Regions from separate parts of the Mus musculus genome. Here regions 1, 2, 3, 4, 6 and 7 are each linked to region 5. A link is a contact called in public promoter capture Hi-C and targeted proximity ligation data. All regions are on one chromosome and are shown on one strand. The core of a region is the stretch at or near the end of the contact, and the rest is flanking DNA. Distances in the headings are between cores, read along the strand shown. Region 1 holds the start of Zfp707 (zinc finger protein 707). Region 2 holds the start of Arhgap39 (Rho GTPase activating protein 39). Region 3 holds the start of Eef1d (eukaryotic translation elongation factor 1 delta (guanine nucleotide exchange protein)). Region 4 overlaps Iqank1 (IQ motif and ankyrin repeat containing 1). Region 5 holds the start of Mroh1 (maestro heat-like repeat family member 1). Region 6 holds the start of C030006K11Rik (RIKEN cDNA C030006K11 gene). Region 7 holds the start of Mfsd3 (major facilitator superfamily domain containing 3).

Region 1 (3,049 bases), core at 86-2,585, 410 kb before region 5:
ACACTCCTTTTAGAATACTACCACCAGCTATACCTCCCTTAAGGTCATCGACTTCACAGCCAGGTTTGTTGACATCAGATGGACTGATAACAATGAGATGGGGCTCTGAAGTAAAGTCTCTTGGGGCCACTGGTATTTTCTTCACTATATACTCACAGACAACTTCAATATTATACTTCAGTTGAGCAGAAATTGGAATAATTGGTGCCCCTTTCTGCTATCGTTCCTTGCACAAATGCGAGATTTTGCTCATATTGTTCCTTAGCCTGACTTTCTTTTACCAGATCAATTTTATTCTGTAAGATCAAAATATGCTTGAGTTTCGTGATTTCTACAGCAGTCAGGTGTTCGGGCCAAGGGCATGATTCATTACTAGCTATCAACAGAAGAGCTGCATCCATCTCTACTGCACTGTTCAGCATCGTAGCCATCAAAATATCATGGCCAGGACAGTCAACAAAGGAAACATGTCTGACTAATTTGAAGTTCCCTTTGGCCCCCAGAATGTATGTAGGAAACTTATCTGGTGTACTGCTTCCACATGATCTGGTCTAGGACAACTTGAGTCATCAAAGTTTATAAGTCTTAGCATGAGCATGTCCAAGCTTGATGGTAATGTTTCTTTCTAGCTCATTTTTGAATCTGACAGTGTGAACTCCAGAAATAACCTTCACCACGGTGGACTTCCCATGAGCTCCATGACCAGTTGTAACAATATTAATTGTAGCTTGTCTGCTGATAACTTCACGTGAAAGTGGTGTCAACTTGGTAACATCCCCCAGCCATCTTGCTCAGAGGGGAAAGGACGTATCTTCCTTTCCATCTGCTCAGCTATCTTATGGTGGGACGAAGGCTGCCTAAACTAGAATTAGAATTACAAATAAGTTTGCATCTTTCAAATTAAATTTGGCATCACAGTGGCCTAAGGGTCCAGTGACCCCAATGAACAAAGTAGGAAATCCTGACCCATGCCACTAACATGAAGCAAACTGGCAAACATCAGTTTAGACAGCCATAGGACAAATTCCAAACAAAGAATGTTGATGGTTCTGGCTGCTTGAGAACTGGAGATAGGTTCTCTGGGGCATGGACATTTCTGATTTGAAGCCAACATGGTCTACAAAGAGAGTTCCAGAATAGCCAGGGCAACACAGTGAAACCTTGTCCCCCAAGCCCATCAAAACAAACACCTCCTTCCAGTGGGCTCAGGAACACACGAAAAAAAACCCACAGACCACCCATATCAACGGAAGGGCTGGGCCCCTGGGGGCGGGCTCGCGCACACTTCCGCCCTTTTATCTGGCCCCGCCCTTTAAGTAGCCGGAAGACGCTTCTGATTGGCGTATTTCCGCTGGAGAGTTGAAGTCAGTGCGGCGCGCACGGGAGTTGACGTTTAAAGGTGCAGGAGCTGGGGAATCCGACGGTGGTGCTGCTTTGGGTTGCTCTGCTCCGCGCCACTGCGCTTGCGCTGAAGCCGACCCTACCCCCGGCATCCCCCGCGGCCTTCAGATGCGCCGGCGTCTTGCTGCAGCTGCTGCTCTCGGCGAAGCTCGACGAGAGCGCTGCTTCCGACGGGGCAGCGCTCTTCCCGAGCGAGCTAACGGCGATGCTCCTCCGGTGAGCTCGGACCCTCTACCCCCAATCCCTGGCCCCGCGCCCACCTGGGTCCCCTTGGCACGGGCGCTCGGGTTTCCTGCTTCTGGCAGGTACCGCGCTCCGGCGGTCCTAGGGTCTCAGTCTGGGTCTGTCTGCTCCTGCTTTCCAGGACTACAACTTTCTGTTTTAGTGTTTCCCACACTCCCTGCTCTCCGGCCTTGAAGTCCAGCCAGGCTTGTGGCACCAGTTCTGGTGTTCAGATGAGAAATATATATTCTGGTTTTATCATGCAGAGTTTGTGGTTGGCAGTCACTACCCAGACCTGTGTTTCCCGAGCTTCGGGTCTTCCAGGTGTGTCCCAATTTGCAGCCTTGCTAGTCGAGTATAGATAAGAATGCATATCAGCACAGTGTAGGTGGTTGGTTAGTTATGTCGCAATGTCACAAGGTTGAATGCCTCTAGGCGCAACTTTTGTGATAGCTGTTAAAATAATTTATAGCCTGACTGGCCTCAACTTGTGCTGACCCCTTTGCCTCTGTCACCTGAGTGTTAAGATTAGTTAGGTTTTTTTTTTTTCTCTCTCTCTTTTAAAATGTTATCTCTTAGCTGGGCAGTGGTGGTGCACGCCTTTAATCCCAGCACTTGGGAGGCAGAGGCAGGCGGATTTCTGAGTTCGAGGCCAGCCTGGTCTACAGAGTGAGTTCCAGGACAGCCAGGGCTACACAGAGAAACCCTGTCTCAACCCCCCCCCCCAAAAAAAAAAAAAGTTATCTCTTTCTATGTTAATTTTTAGAAGTGATTCTAGATACTAGTTCTTTGGCAGAAAACGATTTGGAAATTCTTTCTCTGTTGCTTGCCTTTTAATCTTTCTTTAATCTTTCTAACTCCCTTTTAGAATCAGAAACTCTCTTGTTGGTTTCATTAAATGTTGTTTTGTTTGGCTTGCTTTTTAACTATCCCAAACGGTCTTTGACATAGCTTTTTCGTCAAAGTTGGTGTAATGGTTAATTTCTCAACTTGACGCAATCAAGTAATTTGGGAAGAATGTTTCAAGGGATTATTTAGTTCCGGTTGGCTTGTGGGCATGCCTGTGGGGAATTGCCTTGATTAGCTTAATTGATATGAGCGGACCCAGATTTGGGGTCCTGGACTGTGGAAGGTTAGAGAAAGCTAGGTGAGTTCTAAAACTGCATTAGTTCATTCTTCTGCTTTTGACTGATATGACTAGCTGCCTTGACGGGATGGTAACTTGGAATCGTAAGCTAGATAAGCCTTTCTTCTCTAAACTGAACTGATTTTTTTGGGGTTTTTTTTGGGTCGGAACTTTATCATGCAGCAGAGATGAGGCCTAGCCTTGGACTTTTTTGATGATCTTTTTGTTTTTGAGACTGGGCCTATTGCCCTGGCTGTTCTGGTCTTGCTGGCTTGGATCTCAAGAGTTGTGTTGGGATTA
Region 2 (2,886 bases), core at 265-2,764, 440 kb after region 5:
GGCAGAGAGACCTTACCTAATACCACAAAGCCAGTAAAGGAGGAGTCATGACTCAAGGGCGGTCAGTCTGGCTCCAGAACCAGCACTCATTTTCACTCTGCTCCAGACTCTTACAAGACAGCTGATTAGACCACGAGCTGGAAGGAGTCACATCTCTCTATTCCCTCCTAGGCACTCAGAATCCCTTGAAGACTGGCTTTCCGGACTATCCAGTCACACCTCTCCTTCTAATTCCCTTCCCCCCACGTTCGTTGTAAAAAGGGGAGCAGGGACAAAACCACCTGCTGTTTACAGACTGCGCCCAGGACGCAGTGCTCAATTGCCCTCCCTAGCTCCCAAAGACAAACGTCCGTATTGTCTGCACCACGGGAGGAACTGAAGCCTTGCAACTGTACGTTTTTCTGCAGAGGTCACTGGAGGCCTGGCCAACCCGAACAACACTGAAGGGGGAGGGGGTCCAGCCGCATTTTTGCGGCTGAAGGTTGCGTAGCGCCCACAGCAGCTGCGGTGAGCAGCAGCATGGAACACACCCACAGCTGCCGCGCCCGAAGCGGGCAGCACGTTTTAAAATAAAGACAGCCTGCCTGGCCCGGGATGCACAGCCTGCCGGCTCGCAGCCCCCACCCACCCCACGCCTGCCAAACAGCAGGCGCCCAGGGAGTTCCAAGTCTGAAAGGCCGGGGAGAGGACCACCCGAGCCTGCCGCAGAGGCCCTGCCGCGAAGCCAGGGCGCACCACGCGCAAGCAAGCCACGACCCGACCCAGAGACGCCCACCGACTGCCGGGCATCGCGGACAAAGCCTAGCCCGCAAGATCCTCGTTCGGCAAGCACTATCTCTCACCACCCCCAAACGGACCGGAGCCCAGTGCACAGAAAGGGCACAAGCACACCACCGGCTCTGGGCCTGGACACAGAACGCACGCACACCTGTCCTCGGGCTGACTACACACACCTGTCTGCAGGCCGGGCACCCTCACATCTCACACCCACCATCAGGTCCACCCCAACCCCAACCACCTCAAGCAAAGGGCTCGCACACAACTATCTTGGCCAGGGACACACACGCACTCACGCCCATCCAAAGGCCGGGCACGCGTGCAGACCATGGCACCCTCACACCCACCACCCTCGGGCCCCTGCTCTTACGCAAACCCGCCTTCACACTCCCTGGCCCTTGGCCGCGGCGTCCTCCTGCGGACCCTCCCCTACCGGGTCACCTGGGGCCCCGATTTCTAGCACGACTGGACTGGGGGGCCTCCGCCTGGGCCAGGCCGTGGGGCCGCAGCGAGGCCTCTCCGCCATCTTCCCGGCCCGCGCCGCCCACCTCCCGCGCTCTCACCAGCCGGCCCTGCGCCCGGAGCGCCGCCACTGCCCCTCATCACCGACCGCACGCTGCGCCCCAGCTCCCGGCGGCTCCCGGCCGCCGTCGCCGCCGCAGCCAGCGCTTCACGTCCTGGGTCTCCGCCGCTGGTCCAGTGCGCTGCGGCCGCGCGTCCCCCGTCACCAAGCGCAACCCCCCGCCTCCGACTCCGCCCCCGCGAGGATGGTGGCGCCGCCAGGGGGCGCCGCCCGCGAGGCTGCAATGCGCCTGCGCCACCGCGCAGCCCCTCGGGAGCTCCGAGGGAGCCTTGCCTCTGTCGGAGGCCCCGCCCCCGATGCCGCGCTAGCCGGCCGTTCCGCTCTCACCTGTACCCGCCCACTTCTGGAGGTCTGGGTCACCTCAGGTGTGTCCTAACGTGGGTGTGGCGTGACTCTATTAGTTCTAGCCCTGCTGGGGTTCCTAAGCTTGAGATATACCTCTTCCTTGACTCTGGAAAGGTAGCTATTGTCTAAAATACTCTGCGTATTCCATGTTTGTAACTTCCCTTTATTATTTTCCTCCTTTTATTTCCTTGACTATTCTCGTAGTAACTCAGGCACAGCTTTAAATGTGCTCTCTTTTCTATTTTTTTTTTTTTTTTTGTAATGTGTATTGTGTGTGAAGCATGTGCACGCACGTGCCAACAGTGTCCGTGTGGAAATCGGAGGACAACTCCTTTCACCATGGGTTCTAATGACGGAACTCGCATCATCAGGCTTGCACAGAGAGCACCTCTACCCACTCCATGGCCCTTTTAACTTCTTATTAATTTTTTTTAAGAGAGAGAATTTCAGATGGCCCAGGCTGACCTTCAACTTCCCTATGTAGCGAAGGATGACTTTGAAACTCTAATCCCGTCTTCATCTCTCTTGTGCGAGGATTACAGGCACCATATCCGGTTTACACAGCTGAGGAGGTGAAACCCATTCTAGGAAAGCCCTTTACCTACTGAGCTACATCCTCAGCTGCCATTTGGGTTTTTTGTATTTGACGAGCTCTTGCTCTGTGTACCCGGGCTGGCCTCAAACTTAAAATCCGTCTTTAACACATTACAAGTGCGTTTGTCACCCTCCCAGACTTCGGAATATTCAGTGTTGTTGTTGTTGTTTTTGTTTGTTCATGTTTTCGTTTTTTGAGACAGGTTTCTCTGTGTAGCCCCGGCTGTCCTGTAACTCGATCAGTAGACCAGACTAGCCTCAAACTCAGAGCTATCTACCTGCCTCACTTTGCTAGTGCTGAAATTAAAGACGTGGGCCATTACTGCCCGACACCAGTTCTTTACTTTAAAAAGAAAAACACACACACACACACACAAAAAAAAAACCAAACTTTTTTTTTACCTTGGCTTGACAATTAAGAGTAAATACTGCTCTTCCTGAGGATTCAAGTTCAATTCCCAGCATCCATGTCAGGTGACTCAAAACCACCTATAATGCCTGACAGAGGTGGCACATGCCTTTAATCCCAGCACTTGGGAGGCAGAGGCAGGCGGATTTCTGAGTTCAAGGCCAGCCTGGTCTACAGA
Region 3 (3,161 bases), core at 63-2,562, 470 kb before region 5:
AGTGATGTGTGGAACTGGAGACCAAAGCACGTTCCAGCACCCGGATTTCACATGTTTCAATGACTCCAACATTCAATAGGCACACAGCATCTTAGACCCCTGGCTCAGAAGAAATGTTTAATGCCAGCATCTCCTACCTGCATCCCCCAAGTGTCACTCTTGCTATCAAGCCCTCTCAAGCACTTTTGCCTCATCTGTACTATGCCACGGAGCCTCACCTATCCAAAAGATAAGCCCGGAGGACGACCCTGCAGCAGCCTTCTCCTGAGAGGGCAGAAAGCCATGCAGAGCAAATCCCAGGCAACCAAGTCTAAATGGCTCCCTCTGCCAACTCTCCAACTGTTTGCTGAGTTCTCCTCCCACAGTCCGAGAGAAGGTTCATGATGTACTGGCCATCACAGAGCCTGGGAAGGGGACTCCTTGTCCCTTTGACTTCTTCCTCTTGACTCTGTTGCCCCACGGGATTGGCTTAGGGGGCACTCGGTAGTCCTGTCACATCCATCCTTTGCTTCATCCATGAGAATCCGCCTGAGATAAGACCCAGTTATCCATCCCCGAGTGACAGGGCCAATTCAGAAGCATCCTTGGGAGTAGCATCCCAACATTATAGCTTCACCAAGTTCTTTTTGCTGCAGGGTAGCCGTTCACTCTAGAAAACCATGATGCCCGGAGAGAGTGCTCATGTATTAGAAAAGGGGCGACCGTACCCTTCAACGCCCCTTTCCAAAGAAAGCTGCCCAGATCACCTTATTCAAATCAGTAAGTAGAGCTAGTCCTGTTACTTTTGAGCAAATCGACACCACCACGCCCTTTTTTCTACCCTGTGTTCGTGGACCGTACGAGTTCCACCAGTCAGCACCCGAAGCAACCTCCCTCTATGCCTAGAGTTAGGTACGCCCTTGGTGCTTAACCGCAAAGACCTAGGGCGTTAGCAAGAGCTGGGCCCCCAAAATTCCGGAGCCAGCCCGACCGCAGGCAACCGTGTCACTCAAGGCCGTGCCGTGCTGGGATGTGCGGAGCCACCGCGCAGCCAGCCTGAAGCAGCGCTCCGGAATCTGGCAACCATGTGGCCAGCGGCCCGCCTCCACACAGGCCCAGACGCCCGCCCGCAGCCCGCACTGTCCCACGGGAGGCAACCCTAACGGCGCGGGGCCCGGGCACTCCAGGCCTCCGCCGCACGTGCGCTCCTTGAGGCGGGGCCCCCGGTACTCACACGCCAGCCAAGGACGCAGCAACCAAAACCTGGAACTGCGAGCTCAGGACTGCAAAGGAGAGGGAGGGCGCCCGCGCAGCTCCCGGAAAACGCAGCGGCATAGACCACGAAAGGCACGGCGGGGGGTCCAACCCTGGGCACGCGCTGTCTTGCCCTCAGAGCGTGCATCACGATGCATGCAGGAACCACCATGGTAGAAGCAAAGGAAGAGCTACCTTGAGAGCCGCGCTTCACCTCAAGAGTTGTCGCTAGGAGCGGAGAACCGGATCTCCCAACACGCCGAACCCCTCCTCAGCTCGAAGAGTGGATCCGTCCGACGAGGGCGGGACGTAATGAAGCTGATGTGCGCACGCGCTAGTGACGCGCCCAAGGCCAGACTGTGCGCAGGCGCCACGAGGCGAAGTGGGCGGGCCTTGCGGGCCGGGGCAGGCAAGGCTGGCGAGACAAAAGGGAGGGACCCGGGCAGCCCCGCCCCCGAGCCCCGCCCCGAGCGGCCCGCGCGGGGTGTCAGGCTCGCTTTCCCGGGTGGTCCCTGGCGCCGACGCCATGTACCCCGCGAGCCCTCCGGCCGGCCCAGCCCTGCACCCGGTCCCGCATCGCGCTCGTCTTCCCCAGCCACGGTGCCTTGCTGAGCCGCCGCGATCGCCGGCGCCCGGCCCGGGTTCCACGGCGCGCCCGCCGCCGCCCCCAGCGCCCGGGCCGCGGCCCCGGGTGGCCGTGAAGATGACTTTCCGCAAGGCCTACTCAATCAAAGACAAGCTGCAAGCCATCGAGCGCGTCAAGGGCGGTGAGCGGCAGGCCAGCGTGTGCCGCGACTTCGGCGTGCCAGGCGGCACTCTGCGCGGCTGGCTCAAGGACGAGCCCAAGCTGCGCTGGTTTTTGGACCAGCTGGGTGGAGAAGTGGGCACGCAGCGCAAGAAGATGCGTCTGGCCAACGAGGAGGAGATCGACCGCGCCGTCTACTCGTGGTTCCTCACCTTGCGCCAGCACGGTGTGCCGCTATCCGGGCCAGTTATCCAAGCGCAGGCTGAGGCCTTTGCTCGCCAGATCTACGGCCCCGAGTGTACCTTCAAGGCTAGCCACGGCTGGTTCTGGCGCTGGCAGAAGCGCCATGGCATCTCTAGCCAGCGCATCTATGGTGAGGCTGAGTCCCCGGTCGCAGGCCCCGCGCCTGTCAAAGAGGAGCCGGCGCAGTCACCAGGCGCAGTTCTCGTACCTGACGGCGCGCCAGCCACTCTACCCCACTCCGAGGGCGGCTATGGCGACGAGCAGATCTACAATGCTAACGTTACTGGTCTCTATTGGAGGTTACTTCCGGAGCAGGCCTCAACTCCGGGCACTGGGGACTCCAAAGAGCCTGGTGGGTGCAGCCGACGCTGGCGCAGTGACCGAGTGACAGTACTGCTGGCCGCCAACCTGACGGGCAGCCACAAGCTGAAACCACTAGTCATCGGGCAGCTACCGGACCCACCCAGCCTGCGTCACCACAACCAGGACAAGTTCCCGGCCTCCTACCGCTACAGTCCGGATGCCTGGCTCAGTCGCCCGCTTCTTCGGGGCTGGTTCTTCGAGGAATTTGTCCCTGGCGTCAAGCGCTACCTGCGCCGAAGCTGCCTGCAACAGAAGGCTGTGCTGCTGGTGGCCCATCCACCCTGTCCGAGTTGGGCCACTAGCATGCCTCCCCTGGAGGAGAGCGAGGAGACTCCCAGGCAGTGCCAGCCTGAGCTCCTTGGGTCCCCAGAGGAACTTCAAACACCTGATGGTGCAGTTCGAGTGCTCTTCTTATCCAAGGGCACCAGCCGAGCACACATCCCTGCACCGTTGGAGCACGGCGTGGTGGCAGCCTTCAAGCATTTGTACAAACGCGAGCTCCTGCGGCTTGCTGTGTCTTGTGCCAGTGGCTCCCCTCTGGACTTCATGAGAAGCTTCGTTCTCAAGGACATGCTGT
Region 4 (3,138 bases), core at 366-2,865, 340 kb before region 5:
ATTTAATTCTGGTTACTCAGGTCCCTTAAAGCTGGGGGTGCCACGAGAAACGGTGGGATAGGTGTCAGGCTTGCTGGCAAACATTTGCTTCTGCACCCACCCCTGAGGAAGGGACAACCAGAGTCTTTGCCCAGCCTGGGAACCCCAGTCTCAGGTGCCACTCCCAGTTTCAACTTCCTATGGACACTTCTCTGGGCCTAGCCTATTTCCTCTTCCTCTTGGGCTAGCAGGTAACGTGGTATCAGCCAGAATCAGGGAGTTCAGAGAGTGCTCCAAGAGCCAGAGTCTCTTGGAGGACATAGAGGCCAGAGGATAGTTGAGCGGCCACAGGGCCGGTAACAGGGGAGCTGCAGTAATAGGGAGGTGCCCTAAATCTCAGCTGTCAGGAAGGACACTCAACACAAAGTACCCGAGCCACGGGCAACCCGCAGGTCAACAAACAAGTTCTGACCTGATTCTCATACCTGACACAAACTTAACAGACCTGAGATTTCAGCACAAACGGTGACGTATTACCCTTTTAGAAATAGGGAAATATCTCTGGGCCCTAGGGCATGTTGAAGCATTCTTAGACACCACACCAAGAAGACAAAAGAAAGAAAAGTTGAACCTCACCAAGATGAGAAGTTTCCCTGCACACACCTGCCTGGCAGGGGAGGCGCCTGTGGTGGTGAGCGTGGTTTTCCCAGGGCGAGGCTTCTCCTCGGCATTACAAATGTGCTGACCTCTGTGATTTCCCTAAATATGGGAAACAGGTGCACAGTGGTAGTGGGTACTGCATTCACATTCTCCCCAGGAAAGGGGGAGGGAGGGAGGGAGGGAGGGAGAAAGAAAGGAGAGAAGAAGGAACAAAGGAAGGAAGGAGAGAAGGAAGGAAGGAAGGAGAGAAGGAAGGAAGGAAGGAGAGAAGGAAGGAAGGAGAGAAGGAAAAAGGAAAAAAAACAAAGGCAGGCAGGCAGGCTTCCCTTCACAAAACCCAGACAAGGAGCAATGGTCAGCTATGGGGAGAGGCTGGTCACAAATCATATACCTGACCAAAGACACTTTCCCGGCAAATGTCGTCTCAGCAGCAAATAAACCTGATGCCCAGCCATGATGGACAGGGATGATGTGTTGTCTCTCCATGATGGACAGGGAGAGGGATGCTCCTGCAGAGGACGTGATGGCTGCAGACCAGCCCAGAACCAGGGTGTCCTGATTCAGCACACACCCTGAGAGTTTGAGTGAAGGGAGGGGTGAACCCGGTGCTGGTGAGGCTGTAGACAAACTGGCCTCTCACACCTTGCTGCAGACAGGACCAAGGGCTCCTCCCTCTGCAAACTTTGAAGATCTAAGCACAGCTTGTACCTCGGCAATCACATTCTCGGGCACTTAGCCCGGTAGAGTGAAGCTTGTGTCCACATAATAATGTCCACTGGAGCCTGCGTGGTAACAGCCTCGAACTGGGCACAACCCAGATACAGATAACCTTTCCTGGTGAAGGTTGGTACACACACAGCATGGACACCTTCCAGCCACAGAGGTCGTGGTATGTCAGCAACCCACAGAGTTCTCCAGGGAACTGTGAGAGAACCTCCCACCACAGTACTCAGTACATCCTTCCGCCTCCAAACGGCAAAATGATAAAATGGAAGAGAGCTTGCTGGTTTTTACAGGAGGGAAAGGAGAGGTGGGTGTGGTGAGTGGCAAAGGACAGCGGGACAATGACTTGGTGTGGGACAGAACCCATCGGCTCGTTCTTACATTTGCCAGACTCAGGCGTCGGTTAACTGAGCTAATATTCCACTTGCTGTGCACTATGTCTTCCTTTCGATGAGCTGCATCTTCCTCCTGCTACTTCATCAACACTAAACTACCGATCAGCTCATGTGACAGCCATCAGCTCCTGCTTGTCACGTCACCCTCTTGTACTCTTTGGTTTCCGTTGATTACGGCTCTTCCACCCACAGACCAACCCTCAAGTTTGTAAGCTGTTTCCAAGCACCAGAAGATAACAGCCCAGCTCTGCAGGACTAGAGATAACCATCAAGTTCCTTGGCAAAATCTTGGCACATGGTTCTCAATAAATATTCTTTTAAATAAAAAGCCACGGTTTATTTAATATCTGAACTTCTGGCTCACACAGATGACTGTCCGTCTGGGTGAGCATTTACCCGAGTACTCATCCCTTCTCTTGCCTTGCATCCACTACTCTGTCTACCCTGTAATTTTTTACTCATCTTGGATGTTACTTGGTAAAATACAGATCATTGGCTGAGCATTGAACGCAACGAAGTTGTGTGTGTGGCTCTGTGGCTCACCACAAGACATACCCAGGGGAAACCATATAAGGGATGCCATAGTGCCAGAGCCCCACCTCCTGCCCAGGGGACTACATGGTAGATTTTATAGGAAATACTTTCTTTGCTTCTCCTGTCCTGTCATTTACTCTGTATTTAAACAACTATTCTTTTTTTCATTCATTTGTTCGTTCATTCATTCATTCATTCATTGATCCATTTAGTTGCCCATCTATCCATTTTTAGGCCCAAATGTCCCGGCACAGTAGCTTAGTCCCACTGTTTCAAATCACGTAAGGTCATGCATCATTGATCTGGCATCTCATTGTAAACTGTGTCATTTGCACAGAGTTGTATTTTGCCCCCTTTCACTGGGATGGAGAAATGAGTTTACCGGTATGAGGCTTGACTTATCTGATACCTCTTTTGGAGTGCCAGGTGTGGCCGTGGTGTGCTGCGTGCATCCTTGAGTGTCTGTTGTGCACACTCACATGCTGTGTGCACAACAGACGTGTCTGCCGTGCACCCTCCCATAGCCCCACGGCTGCTGCAGCCCACTCCCTCCTACCAGCAGTACCTTGAGGTCCTCCCCACTCAATATTCATTCCCTGCAATGTTATTCTTGTGACTTTTGAAGACCCTTGGTGGGTATCTTCGCTGTACTCATTGGTTTTCTGCTGCTGTGATAAAATACCACAGCCAAAAGTAACTTAGAGAAGAAAGAGTTCATTTGGCCTTGGCCCTAGGAGAATAGAGTCCATCACGGGCTAGGCACGTTGTAGCAGCAGGAACAGGATGCTGGCTGATCACATTGTTATCCACACACAGGAAGGAGAAAGGGTAAGAAGTGGGATGAGAC
Region 5 (3,236 bases), core at 115-2,614:
CACAAAGTGCTTCACTCTCTTTTTTTTTTTCTTTTAGATTTATCTATTTATTATATGTAAGTACACTGTAGCTGTCTTCAGACACTCTAGAAGAGGGCATCAGATTTCGTTATGGATGGTTGTGAGCCACCGTGTGGTTGCTGGGATCTGAACTCTGGACCTTCGAAAGAGCAGTTGGCGCTCTTAACCACTGAGCCATTTTGCCAGCCCCAAATGCTTCACTCTCTTACTCAGAGAGTCCTGTCCTGTCTTTTTCTCTCTTGGGCTCTATCCTCTCAGTAGAACTCATCCAAGTCCTTCTCATCGTGGAAAAAGAATATTGGCTGTGTGTTTGCCTCTGACCTGGTTCAACCGCAGCAGCTTAATTTCCACATCCAACGATGCTGTCAGCCTAGATACATGGTAGCTGCTTCCCCTTTGACAGGTTCTTGGTTCTTTTGCTTTCAGAACTCTACCCACAACTTTCTCTTGTTTACACACATCTGGGTGATTGCAACCTCTGGTTCTTTGCAGGTGCCAAGTCTTCCTGGCATGATCGTCCCCAACTCTCTTATCTAACCTTGCTTTCTTGGCACCAAACCCAAAGTTTATCCTGTAGTATGGCTTACTTTTACTTTTTTAGTCACCTCTTTCCAGCCTTAGAGGCTTTAGCTGCTCCTGGAGCTGGAATAACAGTGGTAGGTAGCAAGCAGCCCAGGTAGCTAGGACATGATCATCTTGATTCCCAATGTCTTGTTGATAGGTTGGACATGTACCTCTGTTGGGCATGGCCATGTGTACATTTAGGGGTTTGGGGTAGTTTTAGGCGTTTAGTGTGTGACCAATGTACAACAATGACAATACCTTGTGTGTGTCCGTGACAGCTGGGTTGTTGTTTTGTTTTGTTTTTTTTATTTTTGTTTTCTTCCCGAGATAGGGTCTCACTTTTTATCCCAGACTGTCCTAGAACTCACTATGTAGACCAGGATGGCCTCGAATTCATAAGGATCCACCTGCCTCTGCCTCTCCAGTGCTGGGATTAAAGGAGTGCGCCACCGGTCCCGCCTGGTGGAGTTTTCTGCAGTTGGAGGCCGAGTCCGAATACTCTCGAGAACAGCGCTTGCGCAGACGGCGTCTGGCGCAGCAGCAGTACTCACACTTGTCTTGTGAAATGGTCACCGGACCGCTGGGGTACCCAGCAGAGAACAGGAAGAAGTAGGTGTACCTAGGCGCTCCATGGAGCGGAGAGTGGGCGGAGTTAACGTGAGGGACAGAACTCTGACCAATGAGTGTGGAGATCGCACGGAGGCGGGGCCAAATTGCCGCGCGCCAGGCCGCAGTTGGCCAGAGGGCTGCGGGGATGGGCTTGGGGCGCTGCTCCGCCTACTCTGAGACGCTTGGGGCATAGAGGGCGGCGCCCGGGCCGTGGCGGCGGCGGCGGCTCCTCAGGTAAACGGCTTGTTAAGGCTCATCTTTGGTGGTGGGGGCCAGGCACCCTTTGAGGAACTTGGACCAGAGAGCCTAGGGGCCTCCCCATCTGCCAGCAGCAAGAGAAGCTGTGTCAAGGGGCGCCTCCCCAAGGTCAGCGGGCCGGTGCCAGGAGGTGCTGGGAGATCTCAGGTGTGCCCAGCGGGCCCGGCTTCGCATCTTACACCTGGAAGGGATCTCGGAGCTTGCGATTCAATTCTGACTTGTCAGACATCGGCGCGTGGTCCCTGGTCCCTGTCCCTGCTGTCTCGTGGGTCGCGTGATCCATGTCCTAGTCCCTTCCGGGAACTCGGTGACTCAAGACCCTGGTCCTTTGCGGGGTAGGGGCTACGTGTTCAGGTCTTTGACCTCCGCAACTGGGCTACCGGCATTTCTGTCTCTTTCATAAAACTGAGCCTTAATTCAGGGACTTGCAAAGCGAGTGCTCACCGCACCGCAGCCACTCGTCTTTCTGTATTCTCGTTGCGGATTAAAGGAGGCGGTGTAGAGCAGGAAAGTGATTTGTCCAGAGTCACGAGGATTGCTGGCCCCAGGGAGAAGGCCACAAAACTCTCAGAGTATAGAATTCAGGCAAGGTGAGAGCTAGGTGAGGTGGAGCCAGGGCTGACACTCCAGGTTTGGGATTCCAATTTTCCAACCAAGTCAGTGCAGTTATGCAGCAAGACTCTGCTCTACCCTGTACAGAGCTCAAGGTAATGGATGGAACCGTAAACTCAAGTGCAGTGAGTAAGCATAAGGACCTGCGGGAGAGGGATAGAGGGCGGCATCTGGAGACCTGGGGCTGTGAGCTGGAGTTACTGTTAAGGCAGAGGCTAACTTTGAGGGGCTAGTCTTGGTTGGAGGCAGGAAACTCTTTGGAAGGAAGGGGATGGTAGTAGAAATGGAGGAACAGCCTGCGACCTAGTTAATTAAATGGTAAAATTAAAAAAATTCAGGAAGTAGGTAGGTGGAGCAGGGCAGGGGTGAAGGTGAAGGGTTAAGTCTTAGCTGCTCTGTTAGACTTGGTTGGCCATGGTCATCTAGATGGAGACCCCCAGCAGACACAGGGTTGATGGGGCACCAGAGCAGAGATCCTATGCAAACCACTGGTTGTGGGATATTCCTGTGGAGCCTGTGTTTATGACTTGGCTGGCTGTGCAGTCTCTGCACCTGCAGGCCGGGGAGATGCTTCTGCCAGCAGGCTCTACTCTTAGGCCTTAGGCTGAGATGTGTGGCTCGAATGAGGAATGTCTTTCTGGGCTCTACTGTCAAAGTCGATGGCTGAGGCCTGGCCGCCTTCATTAACTTGAAACGGATGTCCAGGCAGGCAGCCTTACTCAAACCTGCATCTTGTCATATCTCCCTCCCTCAGAGGTGACTGTCAAGGGACTCCAGAGGCCAGAGGTGGGACCTGTTGACCTGTGCTTGTCTCAGTTCCCGGTCACCTGTGTGTGGGGTTGGAGATGTTTGTGTTTAGTTTTCTTTCCTACGGTTCTCAGAGGCCCAGGTGAGAAGCAGGATTGCTGTTGTCTGACGAGCAACTCCAGGCCTCCCAATGGCTTTTTGTTGAGCTAAGTTGTTTTGAAGTCAGAAGACATCCTTGCTGGCGTCAGGGTACACAGCTCGATCCACTTTGGGACATAACACTGGAAGGGTTTCTGCGGCTCTTGTGATCACTTGGCTGCTGAATGTCATAGGGATGGTGCTTTCTTTTTGGGGGGGGGGGTGTTTCGAGACAGGGTTTCTCTGTATAGCCCTGGCTGTCCTGGAACTCACTTTGTAGACCAGGC
Region 6 (3,152 bases), core at 161-2,660, 340 kb after region 5:
GACATCTAAGTTAATCTAGAGTGTTGGAGCAGAGGGGTAACCTGCGAGTACTACAAAACCCAGAGTTTGCTCTAACCCTCCCCACACAGCCCCAGCTGGAGTCTCAGGGCGGCGGGGCAGCGGGCAGCAGCGGGGCCAGATCCATAGTTAGGGCGATGCGGCGACCTTGCCAGTGTACGTGAGAGGGGACCGTAGGGGAGCTAGGCCCATACTCGAAGCAAGCGCTGAGCTCGAAGGCCAGGGCCGAGCGCACTAGACCCACACCGCCTGCGCGCTCCGGGGCCGGGTGGTACAGGCGCCCATTGGCCGCCAGGGGTAGCAAGCGAGCCGGCTCGAAGGGTATCGCCAGCGCCTCGCCACCGCCACAGTAGGAGAGACGAGGTGACTCGCTGTCGGAAGCCAGGAGGTGCGTGAAGACCACTGGCCGGTCTTCACAGCGCAGGAAGTTACGCTCTCTGCCGCAAAGCGAGAGGAAGGGGAAGGAAGCCTCGTAGCGCCCGCTGTGGTTGGGTCTCAGACGGGAGAAGAAAGTGACCAGGAACTGCAGGTCTGTGGGAACAAAAGGCACGATCATGCTCGGTGACCCAGCTTCCCCGACACGCTCCTTTTCCTGGGAATACCAGCACTGGCACGAGACAGCGGCCCCCCCTCGTGGATGGTGCCTTCCCTCAGAGTCGGGGAGCCGAGGCCCTGAAGGGTAGAGAGAGACACGAGGGAGCAGTGCAGTAAGCAATACCTTTGAAGCAGGTGATAAAGTTCTTCATTTTGGAGTCATCTAGGAAAAGCTGCAGAAGGGACACAGTGGACAGTAAGTCCTGGCAAGAAAGCCGGTGGTGTTCGCTGTCCTTGCTTTTCTGTCTAATGTGTTCAGGGGGGCATGTGGAAGGGCCCTGCGGACTCTCCCCACATCTACAGACAGGTTTCCAGGGTTGCAGCCCTCACCCCTTTTTCTACAGCAGGTTTGACAGCCGCTTGTCCCTAGCAATCGCGAGCAAGCACTCGGCTCTGGGACTGCTGCTAGGACAGGCTAGTGTGCGCGGGATTACGATGCGGTGAAAGCGGAAGGCCCCGGAATTAACTCTTCCAGCCTGGGCTTTGAAAGGTTCAAAGCCACGCGTAGCACCTATCCCAGGTCTCGCCTCTAGAACTACTCCCCACCCGGTGCCGATGGATTCCGCAGTCCCCTCAGGTCTCCTCCCTCTGTCACACGCCAGGCACACCTGGCCTTGGTGATCCACATAGTAGAAATACTCGCGGGTTCTGGGCTCCGGGCTTTGACCCTGTGTGTAGGAGACACGCTCGACCCCACTGCAGGTCCGAGCTCTCTGCGACCTCGCCAAGACTAGAGCCAAGTTACGCACTGCCCCACTAGGCGGCCACATTCTTCCACACCGGAAGCGGATCACACAGTGTTGTGCCTGGGGCTTTGGGTTCCGCCGGCAACACGTGCTCGGAGGGGCGGAGCTGTCTATCCCGCCCCCGGAAGTAGCTGCCAGACGTGGACTCCCCCGCCCCCTTGTCAGAAGTAACCTGAAAGAAACACAATCAGCGAGTGTGCACTTGAACTTTATTCACACGGAGCACTGTCCCCTCGAGCCACACGTACGAGGGAGCGCCTGCGGCCGAGAGGCCCTGGAGAGAGAGGCCAGGACCTCCGCATGACGGGACTTTTGTTTTTAATAAATAAAAACTCTAAAAATATATATATATAAACAGGAGAAATGAAGTTTGACAACTGTTGGAACTCAGATTCCAGAATGGAAAACGCAAACGAGTCCAGGCAGGTCTCATCCACGCGCCGCCCGTGTGTGGAGTTTGGTCAGAGGCCGCGAGGTCAAAGGAGGGTGGTGCTAACTTGCTCAGCGCGAGGACCGCAATGGCAGTTCAAGAGCTAAATAGCATCTGGTTAAAACTATGTCCTTAGCAAACTTAGTTCTGTCGTTCTATTTATATCTTTATACACAAGTAGGCTGGGTATCGGATAGATTCTGTAGTCAAAAAACAAAAAACCTCTCGCCCTCCCTCACCCGCCCCAAGAAAGCCTGCCTAGCCCTGGCCCTAACCCAGAGGGCTTTGGTTTGGGGCCTCCCCTTGCACAAAGACCTATTAGGCATCGAGCCGACGGAGCCAAGTCCTAGTAGTGGCCAGCACAGCTCTCCAGAACGCCTCTAACTCTCCTTCTGGCCCCAGCCAGAGGCCCCTAGACTAGGGTGGGAGGGATCAGGGCGAGAGTGCCTTGGTGGAGGATTGCCCTGAAGAGGGGACAAGGTCCTGTTGCCCTGAGCAACGCGGTATGTGCTTCAGCCGACCAGGAGGGCAGTGTCGCTCGGCTCCGGGAAACAGAAGGCACTTCTCGGGGCTGGCTTGCGACTGGCAGGGCGAGCCGGTACCTGCAGGAACTGGCCGCGAGATATGGCGCGGCTGCTTGGCCCCGGGAGGGCCTAGGGCGGGGCCGGCGTCTGGCGGGGCCTGGCATGCTGCCTCGCGCTGGGGCCTTCCCTCCCACCTTCCCGGGTGTCACCCTAGCAGGCGTCCATAGCCCGCGTGCTATAGCACGCCCTCCATGAAGCTGGTATCTAAATGCTGAATGAGCACTCGAAGGAAGGACATCTCCTTTCGTGTATTCTCGAAGATGACGCGAGGATCATCCGACTGGCAGCGCAGGCAGTTGGGTGCCATCACCATAGCCAGGTTGCTGACGTCCATTTTGGTGATGGCTACGTTGGCTGGCTGCACGAACACCTGTGTGAGGGGGTCCGGGTGAAGGGAGAGGAGAGCAGAGTGGAGGGTAGGCGTAGCTATTAGGGGATGAGCTGAACAAAGTGGAAGGTTGGCTGGGAAGGATGGTAGGTGGGCGTGGTGCGGCACTGGATGCAGATCATGCATACCTGGAGGAAGCGAATGAGGTAGCACAGCACCATTCGGTTGATGCGCGGTAGCGCGTGCACCACGGCCACAGCAGCCTCCGGGCTCTCGTAGTGCGCAATGCATTGTTCGTAGAATTCATGAGGAATCAAGGGCTCTTCCAGCTCCCGATACCACAGCTTCAGCAGCGATGCTGAGGGTGGGAGTGACTTAGGTGGTCTTGGCTTGGGAACCCCTAAGCCAAGCATCCACCAGAGGCCACATCCAGAGAAACAGGGTGTATGGGA
Region 7 (3,012 bases), core at 255-2,754, 320 kb after region 5:
CCGTGTGTGCCAACCACAGTAGGGAGGTATTCAGCTCTTACAGCCAAGTTAGGACTGACAGCAAGGGCTTGGGCGGTGCCCACCTCCGGCAGAGCAGAGCAGGGGAGGTCCTTTTGCAAAGCACATTTAGGAACCCTTGGGGCAGATGTGTGCTAATGGAAAGATACATCCTGGACTGGGAGGCTCAGGATGAGCCCCTGTGCACAGTAGACACTGCTGGGGTTCAACTTGTTTGGTCTGCAGTGTTCCTCTGCGGTAGGCAAAGCCGTCCTCCATCCCCTAAGTTTTGTGGTACTGGGGATTGGACTCAGGACCACTGAACTATATCCTGCCTGCCACCCCTTTAAACAGCTAAGGTATCCAGGGCAACCTAAACTCATTCTTCTCTTGCCTCAGCCTGAAGAGCAAAATTATAGGGGTTTACAATCATGCCCCAAAAGTAGAACCCATTTTATAGATGTGAACACTTAGATCCTGAGACTATCTGGAAGTGGCAGGATAGCCCCTCCGTGGAAGCAAGGCAGTGCCAGGGTGCTAGGACTTGGACACTGTGTCCAAACACAAAAGAAGTTCCACCCAGTTATCTACTATAATTGAGTCAGTTAACCCAAGGCCTCATTTAACAGTCTCATTGTGGACTTGGGAGGGCACAACTCTGAGAAGGGGGAGAGACTGGGCATGAGCCTTCCCTGCAGAGCCAGAATCACGTGGTCTGGACTAACTACCCTCACTGAATACTGAAAAGGAAGTGGGTATCACGGGCAATAGCTGACTAGGTCCTGCCCTTCCCCACAAAACTCCTGCTTCTGTGGTCACTGACCTGGGGGCAGCTCTGAAGCCACAGTCTCAGCAAGGAATGGGGAGCAGTGCTAAATGCATTGTGGGGCAAAGTATTGGCTCTGTGAGCTAAGTATTAGAAATGCTTCGGGAGCTGGGCGTGGTGAGCCCGCCAGTGGTGGCGCACCCGTTTAATCCCAGCACTTGGGAGACAGAGGCAGGAAGATACTGAGTTTGAGGTCAGCCTGGTCTACAAAGTAAGTTCTATAAAGAAAACCTATCCACACACACATAAAACCAAACAAACAAACAAACAAACAAACAAAAAACCGCTAAAGTGAAAATGCTTCTTCTGGAACGGATCTGGTATCCATTCAGCAGACAGGAAGATACCTTTGAGACCAGCCTGTTACCTCAGCTTCCTTCCTAGCCACTCACATCTACCCGCTGGCATTGTGAGCAGCAGGCTGTCGTGTCCAGGTTTGGCACGAGGGGCGCCAGAGCAGATGATTTGGGTCTGTGTAGGTATCAGTAACCTGCTTAACATTTGGGTTTTAGGCCAATTGAGGACTAGTAGGGGGTTGGCTCCACCCCCAGCCCGGGTTGCCCCGCCTCTCCCTCACCCTGACCCCTGCGCAAAGCATGCCGGTAGTTATGGGCTGTGCAAGACTGCGGTCCCACCATGCGATAGGACCGGTCTATCGCTCCGCATTTTTCTCCCAGCTTCGGTACTTCCGGGATTTCTGGTCCCAGTGTGCGTGTCGGGATTACAGCCTGACTGTCCCCGGCCCTATGTAGGAGGACCAGACCCTGACTGTTCATCCTGAGCCGTCCGATCCCACCACGAACGGGCCATGCATGGGAAGTTGCTGCCGCTGGCCGGCCTCTATCTTGTGCAGGGTCTGCCCTATGGACTGCAGTCCAGTTTGCTTCCCATTTTACTGCGGGCCCGTGGCCTCTCCCTAACGCGCGTGGGTCTAACCAAGGGATTGTATGCTCCATGGCTGTTAAAGCTGGCGTGGGCACCGCTGGTGGACAGGCGGGGCACCCCGCGGGTCTGGTTAACACTCAGCACACTGTCCCTGGGCTTGGTGTGTGGACTGCTGGCTGTGTTGCCTCCTCCGCAAGCTGGCCAAACAGGGCTACCTACCACCGTGATGGGGCTGCTACTGCTGCTGAATCTGGGTGCAGCGGTGCAGGATGTGGCTCTGGACACACTCGCTGTGCAACTCCTAGAGCCAAAGGAGTTGGGACCTGGGAACACTGTACAGGTGGTCGCTTACAAGCTGGGATCAGCACTGGCTGGGGGTGGACTGTTGGTCCTCTTCCCCACTCTCTCTTGGCCACTGCTCTTTTTGCTCCTAGCTGCCACCTACTGGCTGGCTGCTGCCTTAGCCTGGGCTGCACCAGCCTTGGGAAGGCTGCCATGGCCTCAGGCCTCAGAGCATACACCCCACAGCTCCTATCTTCTACAAGATTTGCTGGCTGTGCCTGGGACCCTCTGGACAGCGGGCTTTGTGCTCACCTACAAGCTGGGTGAGTGAGGCCTGCAGTTAGTTACCATCGAGCTTAGAGCCCAAACTCTATGTTGGTCCCTAGGGCCCTGAAACCCACTCAGGGGACTGCCCTATGCTGGAATACCAGCCCAGAGCTCTGTAGCTCAGTTTTGTTTCACCTCTTAACTTCCCTCAGCTCCAGCCAATGCCCAGCCCTTTCTCTTCTAACATCTGGGGCCCATGAAAATGAAGGGGACCAGGGGCCTGACTGGTTGGAGTACTGAGGCTCCTGGAAGAAAGACTGGGGCCATCCTTGCTTACGGTCTCCTGTAGGTGAGCAGGGTGCTGGCAGCCTGTTTCCACTTCTCCTGCTGGACCATGGTGCTTCTGCCTCAGACTTGGGGCTATGGAGTGGCTTGGGTGCTGTGACCTGCTCCATTGCTGGCTCCTCCTTGGGTGGGGCTCTACTGGCCAGGCACTGGTAAGCACTCCCCAACCCTAGCCTGACCCTCAATTCCACCGGTGTCCCAGGTGATCTTACCATAGCATCTCTCAATTCCCACCCCAGGCAGCCACTGAAGCTGTTGAAGACAGTGCTGCAGCTCCGCCTTGGGAGTTTGGCTTGCCAGACTGCTCTGCTCTTCCACCTCAACAGCCCAGGGGCCAGCGTGGACCCTGGCACAGTCATGAGAGGTAAGAGGTGGACATTGGGGGGTAGGGGGCAGGAACCCAGGCTCCC

What was found. Promoter capture Hi-C pulls out the DNA fragments that hold promoters and counts their contacts.
Region 1: a promoter capture Hi-C map of hematopoietic stem and progenitor cells shows a contact between it and region 5. A contact is called at or near these places in 10 of 39 promoter capture datasets (cranial neural crest, embryonic stem cells, hematopoietic stem and progenitor cells and 4 more), 2 of 130 datasets of targeted methods (memory CD8 T cells and microglia) and 1 of 9 other capture datasets (adipose tissue).
Region 2: a targeted proximity ligation map of pancreatic cancer cells shows a contact between it and region 5. A contact is called at or near these places in 6 of 39 promoter capture datasets (cranial neural crest, embryonic stem cells, erythroid cells and 3 more), 1 of 484 Hi-C or Micro-C datasets (liver) and 1 of 130 datasets of targeted methods (pancreatic cancer cells).
Region 3: a contact with region 5 is called in a targeted proximity ligation map of memory CD8 T cells, with 17 read pairs. A contact is called at or near these places in 1 of 39 promoter capture datasets (erythroid cells), 1 of 484 Hi-C or Micro-C datasets (embryonic stem cells), 2 of 130 datasets of targeted methods (extraembryonic endoderm stem cells and memory CD8 T cells) and 1 of 9 other capture datasets (adipose tissue).
Region 4: a contact with region 5 is called in a targeted proximity ligation map of memory CD8 T cells, with 9 read pairs. A contact is called at or near these places in 4 of 39 promoter capture datasets (cranial neural crest, frontonasal cranial neural crest and liver), 3 of 130 datasets of targeted methods (bone marrow-derived macrophages, memory CD8 T cells and neural tube) and 2 of 9 other capture datasets (embryonic stem cells and pancreatic islet).
Region 6: a contact with region 5 is called in a targeted proximity ligation map of memory CD8 T cells, with 183 read pairs. A contact is called at or near these places in 9 of 39 promoter capture datasets (the HPC-7 cell line, the SN4741 cell line, cranial neural crest and 5 more), 5 of 130 datasets of targeted methods (the SCID.adh cell line, double positive thymocytes, embryonic stem cells and 2 more) and 3 of 9 other capture datasets (embryonic stem cells, liver and pancreatic islet).
Region 7: a contact with region 5 is called in a targeted proximity ligation map of pancreatic cancer cells. A contact is called at or near these places in 6 of 39 promoter capture datasets (the HPC-7 cell line, the SN4741 cell line, hippocampal neurons and 3 more), 3 of 484 Hi-C or Micro-C datasets (CD4 T cells, liver and regulatory T cells), 7 of 130 datasets of targeted methods (the NIH/3T3 cell line, the SCID.adh cell line, double positive thymocytes and 4 more) and 3 of 9 other capture datasets (embryonic stem cells, liver and pancreatic islet).

What each region holds. Positions count from the first base shown.
Region 1 is chr15:75,967,788-75,970,836 of GRCm38.p6, forward strand. Zfp707 (zinc finger protein 707) reads left to right here and starts at 1,336. Exons shown (of 4, transcript NM_001347040.2): 1 at 1,336-1,617. The coding sequence starts at 1,510. It also overlaps the pseudogene Eif2s3x-ps1.
Region 2 is chr15:76,816,652-76,819,537 of GRCm38.p6, forward strand. It overlaps Arhgap39 (Rho GTPase activating protein 39), which reads right to left and starts at 1,515. Exons shown (of 12, transcript NM_001168288.2): 1 at 1,341-1,515.
Region 3 is chr15:75,908,032-75,911,192 of GRCm38.p6, forward strand. Eef1d (eukaryotic translation elongation factor 1 delta (guanine nucleotide exchange protein)) reads right to left here and starts at 1,313. Exons shown (of 10, transcript NM_029663.2): 1 at 1,214-1,313. Tigd5 (tigger transposable element derived 5) reads left to right here and starts at 1,704. Exons shown (of 1, transcript NM_178646.4): 1 at 1,704-3,161. The coding sequence starts at 1,760.
Region 4 is chr15:76,035,821-76,038,958 of GRCm38.p6, forward strand. The region is part of intron 7 of Iqank1 (IQ motif and ankyrin repeat containing 1); the gene reads left to right. Among named protein-coding and RNA genes, the nearest start is that of Mir6952, 27 kb to the right of the region's middle.
Region 5 is chr15:76,379,149-76,382,384 of GRCm38.p6, forward strand. Mroh1 (maestro heat-like repeat family member 1) reads left to right here and starts at 1,365. Exons shown (of 44, transcript NM_175457.4): 1 at 1,365-1,428.
Region 6 is chr15:76,722,435-76,725,586 of GRCm38.p6, forward strand. C030006K11Rik (RIKEN cDNA C030006K11 gene) reads right to left here and starts at 1,411. Exons shown (of 3, transcript NM_145472.2): 1 at 1,221-1,411; 2 at 737-785; 3 at 1-549. The coding sequence starts at 1,382. The coding sequence ends at 104. Arhgap39 (Rho GTPase activating protein 39) reads right to left here. Exons shown (of 12, transcript NM_001168288.2): 11 at 2,889-3,058; 12 at 1,551-2,742. The coding sequence ends at 2,548.
Region 7 is chr15:76,700,038-76,703,049 of GRCm38.p6, forward strand. Mfsd3 (major facilitator superfamily domain containing 3) reads left to right here and starts at 1,505. Exons shown (of 5, transcript NM_027122.3): 1 at 1,505-2,313; 2 at 2,607-2,754; 3 at 2,842-2,966. The coding sequence starts at 1,632.